3 separate regions of the Sus scrofa genome follow, and regions 2 and 3 are each linked to region 1. A link is a contact called in public Hi-C and HiChIP or PLAC-seq data. All regions are on one chromosome and are shown on one strand. Each heading gives the region's core, a stretch centred on a gene start, on an enhancer-like site or on the middle of the called end of the contact. The rest is flanking DNA. Distances are from core to core; before and after follow the strand shown. Region 1 holds the start of NUDT2 (nudix hydrolase 2). Region 2 holds the start of ENHO (energy homeostasis associated). Region 3 overlaps DNAI1 (dynein intermediate chain 1, axonemal).

Region 1 (2,978 bases), core at 212-2,711:
GCTGTGGGTCATTAAGAAACTGAGATCAACTCTCTTGGCATCACAGCAACAACAGAATGGTTTTGTTTTGGTTTTTTGGGGTTTTTTTGTCTTTTTGCCTTTTCTAGGGCTGCTCCCATGGCATATGGAGGTTCCCAGGCTAGGGGTCTAATCGGAGCTGTAGCCGCCGGCCACAGCCACAGCCACGCGGGATCCGAGCCTCGTCTGCAACCTACACCATAGCTCACGACAATGCCAGATCCTTAACCCACTGAGCAAGGCCAGGGATCGAACATGCAACCTTATGGTTCCTAGTCTGATTCGTTAACCACTGAGCCACGACGGGAACTCCAGAATGGTGGGGGTTTTTTTTGTTTTTTTGTTTTTTGTTTTTTGTTTTTTTTAATAAAGGCTAATAGAAAGTCTGATAAAATACACTGGGAGACCAAGACTAAAAACCACAAGACGGAAAGGAAGAATTGTAGCAAGTAATCCAAAAGTTTTCCCTTTCACAAAGAGTGGAAAGGCCAACCGTGAACTTTCAGGTTCTGCTGAATATGAGATTACGATGTCCTCCCCCATACCCATAAAAATAAAAAATAATCTCTGTATGGAAGGAAAAATGCGGCAGGGAATAGAGAGGAATTCAACCTATCTGAGGTGAATTAAATTTAACTCAACAAATATTTCTTGAAAAATCTACATATGTAAAGTTGCTTGCCTTGCCTCAAAGACCTCTGAATTAGATGGGACAAGAGAGGAAACGGGGGTTCGCGGAAGTACACAAATAACCTAAGGCGGAACAAAAATGCTCTAAGAGAGGTTCCAGTTAGGGTTAAGGGTTCAAAGCAAGAGACTCAGAAAAGGCTTCACAGGAGAAGCCAGGAAAAAGGCGAGTTCGCTGGACGTTCGGACACCCGAGAGAAGCCAATCCCCGGTTCCCTTGCAACCACCCGCCTCCTCACGCGCTCGGCGGGCGCCCTGCGGACCTTCTCCCGCGGGGCAGGCACCAAGGCTCCCGACCAGGCCACCCCGCCCCGGTGTTCCCTCGCCATTTCTCACCTCGGAGGCTTCCAAATTCCTCCTCGGTCAACCCTGTCTGAGGACAAGAGAAGACAACACCGAAAGGTGAGAGCCCCTAGGCGGGCGACCGACGCGCACTGTCAGCTCCGGAGCTAGAGACTGCGGCCAGGCCGCATCCCTATGGCAACGCCGCCAAGCGCTGGTTCGAACGCCCGCGCCGACGCCCGCGCGCCGGCAGTCCCGCACATTCCACCAATGGGCATCCAGGGTACTCGGGAACGTGAGCCGCCCTCTCCTCTAGAAGACCAATCAGGACCCGATGAAGCAGTGGGCGTATCCCTCAATTTCCGCTTTTCAACCAATGGTTCCGCGTAAGTGAAAATCTCGCGATGTTCTGAAAGAGAAAACTGGAGCCTTTGAGGCGGGTTCCCATCTTTTTGCCCCAGAGCTGTTGGTTGCCCAGAGCGCAGCCGAGCTCTCCGGATTGGTGGGTGCACCCCAGTCTCTGTCCAGGGCCCGCCTTCTGCCTTTTTCTGCTTCGGGTGAGTAGCCTTAGAGAGGGATCCTTGGCTTTAGTTCTCCGCGGAGAAACTGAGGCTCAGGGCAATGAGAACCTGCAGCTGAATAACTTCCTGTGGCTGCACGGTCAAAGATGGACGTGCTCTCCTCCAAGCTGACAGTGTGGCGTGTGCAGGCCAGGCCCCCGCAGTTCGCAGGATCTCAGTTTTCTTATATGCGCAGGGAGAAGGGAGAGATCAATGGCCCCGCGAGCCTTGCTTAGCCTCATGTAAATGGTGATCGAGTGGGTCTTCAGAATCCCGGAGTTCTGTGTTTAGGGCCCAGCGATCCGAGCGCCATACCTTCTCCTCCCTGGACCTCAGTTTTAACTTTGTTGTTACCCTTTAAACCCTGCCTACTTTCCAAAAGAGGTTTTATATTTTCTAATTACTTCATTTATTGAATCGATAATATTGTAATTATAGCAGAAGTAAAGTCACCCGAGAGTCCCACTACCTAAAACATAACTTACTGGAGTTTTTTTGTGGCTCAGCGGGTTAAGGATCCGCTTTGTTACTGCAGAGGCTTGGGTCACTGCTGTGGCGCGGGTTTCATCTCCAGCCCGGAATTTTCATATGCCAAAGGGCACAGCCAAAACAAAATAGAACAGAAAACTTCCTTTTTCCCTTGTGGCCTGTTTCGTACTCTGTGTATTTGTTATATTTCCTAAGGAAAAAAAATATATATGTTCGAATACCTACGTATACACATATAAATGGCAGATTAAAATAAAATGGTAAATTAAAATTAAAACTCAATGCAATGGAATAGCCAAATGCAGCTAGTATAGAGCAAGGTTGGGAACGATGTTGGGAGATAGGCAGATCTACCTTTTTTTTTTTTTTTTTTTTTTTTTTGCTTTTTAGGGCCGCAGCTTCGGCATATAGAGATTCCCAGGCTAGGGGCCCAATCGGAGCTGTAGCTGCCAGGCCTACACCACAAGCACTGCAATGCCAGATCTGAGCCGCATCTGCCACTTAAACCACAGCTTACGGCAACGCGGGATTCTTAACCCGCTGAGCAAGGCCAGGGATCAAACCTGAATCCTCATGGATGCTAGTCAAACTCGTTAACCGCTGAGCCACGACGGGAACTCCGCAGATCAACTTTTAAGTCACTATCCAGACGTACCTCTGGGCTATAGTTTCCTTTTAGCTCTCCGGAAAACTGACAGTAGCTCCATGTAGGGTTGTGGTGAAGACTAAGTGAAATAATGAAGGCAAAGCACTTGGCACAGTGCCTGACAAGTACTAATTCTTCAAAAAGTGGTAGCTATTATCTTCATAAGAGAAACAAGAAAATATACTAGCTGATGGGGCCATTAGATTTATTGTAAATGAGTACCCAATTTAGTTCAAAACTCGGCAGTTAAATACCTAATAATTAAGGAAACAACCCATTCTTCAAAAGAGTGAAAT
Region 2 (2,978 bases), core at 172-2,671, 190 kb after region 1:
CCCAGCAGAGAATGACCCAGAGCAGCAGCAGCAAGAAGCCTACGAGGCCGTTGCAGATGATGGCGATGAGGGCCCCCTGGGAGATGGCTGCCCCCATGACGGGCAGCACCCTCAGACAAGCACAGACCCAGGAGCTGCCCCGATGGCGAGGCCCATGCCGAGGCGGGACTCCGGGGTAGCCGGCCTTCCAGGGAGGCTGTCTGGTCCACACACTCAATGATTCCTGGACAGTGGAGACGTCCACCTGCAGTCCTGAGCCTGTGGGGGGATTGGGGGTGGGGGGGACAGAGCAAAGGCAAGGGTGGTGAGGAGGAAGGGACAGGGTGAGGCCTAGGAAAAGAGGGGTAGAGAGGAGAGCCCCCTCCCACATCTCTGGCCTCCCAGCAGGTCCCCTAGAGCCAACACCTGGCTCTGGGCACCTGGATGGGGGCGTGGCCACAGTGGGGAAGCTGGAGTAGGCAGCCTGTATCTCATTCTCCTTTGACCCTGTGGGCATGGCCTGGCCCTGCCCCCTGAGCATCCAGCCCACAAAAGCACCGCGTGAGTGTGTGGGATTGAGGAAGCCCAAGGCCTCCAAGGGTGGGTACTGTGACCAGCTTCGGTGTGGCCTGGGCGCCTCCCACCTCTCTGGACGCTAGCCAAGCAGCCCAGGAGACCTCCAGGGGCGCCAGCTCACACAGAGGGAACTTTGTGGAGGCCTGGCAGGCATGTATGGATCTGTGTATCCAAGACTAGGTACCTAGGTGCTCCGCTCCCTAAGGCTGTCTCTCCAGGTCAGGTGCGTGTGTCTGTATGTCTGGCTCTTATTCTGTCCCTTGGTTCCCTTGTCTGGATGTGCGCCTCTGCCTCTGTATACCTGTCTCTCTAGGTGGCTCTCTTTATACGTTTCTCTGTGTGTCCCCATCTCTTAGTGTCTGAGTGTCTTGTTTCTCTCCCAGTCTCTTTGTGTATCTCTGTAAGTCTCTGTCCATCTCTTTCTCCCTGTCTGTGTATGGATCTCTTGTATCTCTCCCCCTCTTTCCTCCCCGCTGTGTGTCCATCTGTCCCTGTGGACGTGTCTCTCTCCTCTCCGTAGGGTCTGTCTCTGTAGTTCTGTGCGTCTCCTGTATGTCTGTCTTTGTGTCTGTCTCTCTTTCTCCCCGGCTGTGTCTCTGTGGGGGAGTCCGTGTTTCTTTATCTCACGTCCCCGTGCCTGTGATGGAGGGCCCCTCTTACCTGAGTTGAGCCCGGTGCGCGCCCGCGGGAAGGTCTGGGGCAGCGGGATGCTGGGCGCCGATTGAAGCTGGGAGCCTGCAGGCGGGGGGCAGCAGGAGGCGGGCGGGGGTGACGTCCCCTCCCCCGGCCCTCCCCCTCGCCGTACAGCCTCCGCCGGCCGCTCCCGCCGCGGCGCGACCGGGGCGGCCTCTGCCGCGGGCGGTCTGCGGCGAGCGGGCACCTCCTCCCCCTGGGGCGGCGCCTCCTCCGCGGCCGTGGCCGCTCGCTCGCACGGCGGCGCTCGGGCGGCGGCGGCAGCAGTCTGGGCGCGGGATTCGGCTGGGCTCGGCTAAGTTCGGCAAGGTTCGGCTGGGCTCGGCTGGTCTCTCGGCTGGGCTCGGCCAGGCTCGGCCGGCAGCAAAAACAGCGAAGAGTCCCGCCTCTTGGGAGGCCAGCGGCCGGCAGCCTGTTGGAGGCGGAGCCATCCCCTCGCCGCTGCCGCCATTCAATTGGCTGGCCGTGCCAGGATCCCTTGCCATTGGTGGTGCGCTGGGCGAAGACTGGCCCACCCCTCGTGCAGGAGGGGGCGGAGAAGGGAAGAGGACTGAAGGGGCTACTTCGGCTGTATTCCTCCCCAGGGAAAGGGGTGGGGGCGAGGCCCACCTACTTGCCGGGGTTTCTTGCACCTTCCACACAAGATCTGCGCAATATTTCAACAAGGCCAAAGCCTCTGTGTTCCTCTACTTCAGAAGACCGCTCTTCAATATCTTTGAGAGGTCTCTGCTCCCGTCATCTGGAGGAAGGCTCTGGGACCCCACATCTGGGAGGAGACAGAACCTCCTGGTCTTGGAAGACCCCTCTGCTCACGGACGTGCACTCCCACTCCCCACTTCAAAGAGTCTGTAGTTGGCTCCAATATGCCCCGATCCCAGGAGGTGTGAGCAGCCGTGCCAGCATAAGTTGTCCGGACACATCTGTTGAGTTCCAACCCAGTGTTGGTCACAGACTTGTACTTTGTTCTGCTGTAGGGGAGCCTAGGACAGAGAGGAATGAGGCTATTCTGAGGGATGGCTCAGCCCTGGCTGGAATGGGACCAGTCATGACTACATCCATCCTAGAAGCTCTCCTAAGAGGAGCTTGGGCAGGAGCCATCAGGCAGACCTTCCTATCCTACCTCATATGCCAGTGATTCCTAGTGTTCTGAATGGACCCTTTTCTCATTCCCCTTGACTGTTCTCCATGGATAAGCACATGAAGTCTCTCGGTTCTCTCAAATCTAGCATTAATTTATCTCTGGAATTCTAGATACAGATCCAAATGCCTACCAGAATTAGGGTGGTGTCGGAGTTCCCTTTGTGGTGCAGCAGAAACGAAGGGACTAGGAACCATGAGGTTTCGGCCCTGGCCTTGCTCAGTGGGTTAAGGATCCCGTGCTGCCGTTGCCCTGAGCTGTGGTGTAGGTCGCAGACACACCTCGGATCTGGTGTTGCTGCGGCTGTGGCTTAGGCCGGCAGCTGTAGCTCCGATTTGACCAGTAGCCTGGGAACTTTCATATGCCCCAGGTGTGGCCCTAAAAATCTCAAAAGACAACAACAACAAAAAAAATTAGGGTGGCGTTGATTTCTGGTTTTACCAAGTAACCAAGTTTGTGATCCTGGGCAAGTTTCTTAGCCTCGCCTTCCTCATCTGTAAAATGATTTCAGTAATAGCTACCTCTCAGGGTTGTAGTTCACTGTACCAGACCACTCACATCTCAGCAAATGCCAGCAGACACAACCCCAAGG
Region 3 (2,978 bases), core at 191-2,690, 170 kb after region 1:
CTGCTGGCCCTTGAAGGACCCCCAGCTTGTTGGAAAAAAATGAAACTGGGACTCTTAGGGGATCATCATAGGTCTCTAAGCTCAACAGTAGATGTATGCAGCGTGGTTAAGGCACCAGTGTTCACGGGAGAGCCATGTCCATTTCCTGAGCCAATGGGTTCTTATTTCCTTTGCAGGAATCCAAAGTATAATGATCTGTTTGCAGTGGGATATGGCTCCTGTAAGTAATCTGGCTATTTGTTCCTTTGCCCACTCAACTAGCAAACACCAAGTACCTACTCAGTGCAGAGCTCTAGGCCAGATGTGAAAGATACAAAGATGCCTAAGATCTAGTCACTGCCCTCAGGGTGCTCCCAGTCTAATGGAAAAGACCCACCATCCTACTGGCAATTAGTGCTGGGTGAAGGGCTATGCCAAAACGAGCCTCAAAGGAATTATTGTGGCAGAGAAAGAGAGGGCAGAGGACTTCCTGCATAGGGAGCAGCATATGCAACGGCCAGTGGGAGGCATGAGAGACACAGGAGGAAATGAAGCTGAGGAGGGGGGCGGGCAAGAAGTTGGGCCTCTCTCCCGAGGGGAAACCACTGAAGGGATTCAAGAAGCACTGGGACCCAACCACTGCTGCGGTGGGGTGGGGGGACTGGTGAGACATCCCAAGGAGAGACGAAAAGGATCTGAGCCACCAGCATGGCGCGGGGCTGGAGCAGTGGGTTTGAGAAGCCGAGAAGGTAGACTGGACCCGACCTGGGGAGGAAAGGACGGGGCTGAAGGGTAGAGTTTCCCCAGCAGGCCGGGCTGGAGGCGGTGTTGGTGCTCATCACTGCCCCTGAACCCCAGGAGGCCACCGCCCTGGGATGTTCCCTCCCGCCAGTTACCCTCCCCCCACAGCAGGGGGCAGCACTGTGGAGACCTTGGGGCAGTTGGCTTTCCTTCTGTTCCCCGGTCGCCCGCAGAAGCCCCTGCCTCCGCACTGGCCTGGACGTTCCCGCTTCCTAACGGGAGAGGGCCTCATGCTTCGCGGTAGCTGCCGCTCCGCAGGCTAACGGCGTGTTTTCTGGCTGGGAGGCTTAGCTTCTGCGAGCCGCAGAGCCTTCCCCTTCTCCAAGCTGCTGCTGCTGGCTGGCAGGCGCATGGGCTCCTGGTCTCTGCCCCCTCAGGCCGCCTGTCCGCCCAGCCCATTCTTTGAGCGGAGGTGGGGGAAGGAAGGGGGGGGCGCGGAGGAGCTGGTGTTTGTCATTCCTCTCAGGGAGGAGCCCTTGGAGCTGCTCCCAGTCCCGTGGTCAGGGCTGCCTTTGAGGATGCCCTAAATGCCCGCTTTGTGTCCCCACTCCCGAGGATGGGCTGCTGCCAAGTGGGGAGCACCCGCCCCCGCTGGCAGGGAGCACGAACATTCCTCCCCCCTCTGCTGCAGCTACTGGGCCTGGAACAGGGCCGGGACCAAGCAGGCCCTCCCAGGAGTGGGTGTGGAGCCCTCTATGAGGCTGCTCTCCGCCCAGGCTCTCTGCCCAGGACCGAGCATGGGGGAGGGGGCTCCCCAGCAGGTGGGAGGAGAAACCGCTTCAGCTCTAGCCTCACCCAGGGCCAGAAGGGGGGCTCAGCCAGTTGGGGGGTCATGTAGAGATTGCCCATGGGGGCAGGCTTAGCCCTAAGCAGCAGAGAAGACCAACCCCTCCCCCCCCCCAGGAATTGATGGCTGTGAGCCGGGCAAGCCCAGCAGCCTCCTTTGGGCAGGCAGGCACCAGGGAAGGGCCCTTTGTCCTTTGTTGGCCACATCCACGTGCCTGGGTGGCACCACTATGGGTTGCAGACCTTCCGGCTAGGGAGGTCACTTCCCAGTGGTGTGACCTGGGGCCAGAAGCTGCTGAGACCCTGTTTTTTTTTTTTTTTTTTTTTCTTTGCCCTGGTGACAGAGAGGCTGATGCCCATCGGCCCTCCATCTCAGGGCTGTTAGGAGACACGTGCCCTGTAAGCTGTAGGAATCACCCACACATAAAGCACAACCATTGACGATTTGTCTGTCATTCTGTCTCCTAGCTTTCCTGCCGGACCTTCAGGTGGCCTGAGCAGAGAGAGGGGGCTGTGGGGACAGAGAGGAACTCAGACGAGGCCCCTACCTTTTCTTAGAGAGTGGGGCCAGTGGTGGCACCAGCATCGGCTGCCACTGGCACGGGAGCTGTTGACCAGCTTTGCAATGGGCGTCTCTTCTCCAGAGCCTTGCGCATCTCAGCACCACGCTGCAGGGTCCCGGATAGAGCCAGGGTGCACTGGAACTCACAAGGCCCTTGCATTCACTCCAGAGGTCGCCTCTGGGAGTCCCATGCCCTTGAATGCCCAGGAGCCTCCCTGGAAGAAAGAGGGCAAAGCTGAAGTAGGCAAAGGTACCCTAGCTACTGGACCAGGTCACTGTGCAGAGAAGCTGGCACCCCAGCATCCATCACACGCTCTGTGCAAACTCCCAGATGCCAACCTCCCACCATAAGCATCAGCCTCCTGTGGACAGAACCTCAAGTGAGAATTTGAGTTTGTTGTTTGGGTCTGACCACGAATGAGCTCAGCCCAGGACTCCTTTTGCCTGGAATTCCCAGATGTTTATTCTCTGACTCAGTCAAATAAGACCTGGGCAGGGGAAGGCAGGGACCCTCGGAAGGACTGGGGCCCATCCCGCATTTGGGTAGAAGGCCCATTAGCTGGAGCCAGGCCAGGAGCAAGCAGGTGGGGAAAAGTATCTGGGCCACTGCCTGCAACGGCATAGAAGCAGTTGCACCTGCCTCCCCTCATGCTGCTGGGCGCCAGGTGGTGGGCGTGTCAGGCTGTGTGAGGGCAGCGATGGGCATGCCCCCCAGGCTGGGCTCCATGTCTCAGCAGCGTGGAGAAGGCTGAAAGCAGATGGAGGACCACTGGAGGGTGAAGGGAGGTAGTCCAGGAAGAGGTGGCCCATGGGGCCAAGCAGGGTTGCACCTGGATCAGCTGCTGCATGG

The links. A called contact is a pair of places that touch in the nucleus more often than the background predicts. HiChIP or PLAC-seq counts read pairs in DNA pulled down with a chosen protein or histone mark.
Region 2: a Hi-C map of skeletal muscle shows a contact between it and region 1, with 3 times the contacts expected there. The contact joins the promoter of ENHO here to the promoter of NUDT2 in region 1. A contact is called at or near these places in 3 of 47 Hi-C or Micro-C datasets (heart right ventricle, liver and skeletal muscle).
Region 3: a contact with region 1 is called in an H3K27ac HiChIP or PLAC-seq map of skeletal muscle, with 2.3 times the contacts expected there. The contact joins the enhancer-like site here to the promoter of NUDT2 in region 1. A contact is called at or near these places in 2 of 5 promoter capture datasets (fetal skeletal muscle and liver), 11 of 47 Hi-C or Micro-C datasets (embryonic fibroblasts, fetal heart ventricle, fetal skeletal muscle and 5 more) and 1 of 2 datasets of contacts at active chromatin or transcription factors (skeletal muscle).

What each region holds. Positions count from the first base shown.
Region 1 is chr10:32,465,318-32,468,295 of Sscrofa11.1, reverse strand. It overlaps NUDT2 (nudix hydrolase 2), which reads left to right and starts at 1,461. Exons shown (of 4, transcript NM_214309.2): 1 at 1,461-1,544. All of the region lies in intron 2 of KIF24 (kinesin-like protein KIF24), which reads right to left.
Region 2 is chr10:32,271,579-32,274,556 of Sscrofa11.1, reverse strand. It overlaps ENHO (energy homeostasis associated), which reads right to left and starts at 1,421. Exons shown (of 2, transcript NM_001164858.2): 1 at 1,216-1,421; 2 at 1-258. The coding sequence starts at 97.
Region 3 is chr10:32,294,088-32,297,065 of Sscrofa11.1, reverse strand. It overlaps DNAI1 (dynein intermediate chain 1, axonemal), which reads left to right. Exons shown (of 20, transcript XM_021064678.1): 12 at 177-220. LOC110255674 (a long non-coding RNA gene) reads right to left here. Exons shown (of 3, transcript XR_002336316.1): 2 at 2,115-2,343; 3 at 1-744. Among named protein-coding and RNA genes, the nearest start is that of ENHO, 22 kb to the right of the region's middle. Within about 2 kb of position 1,440, at least 36 of the 83 cell types and tissues checked have an H3K27ac peak or open chromatin away from gene starts, as enhancers often do. A contact at or near this core is called in embryonic fibroblasts, fetal skeletal muscle and skeletal muscle, where this site is marked.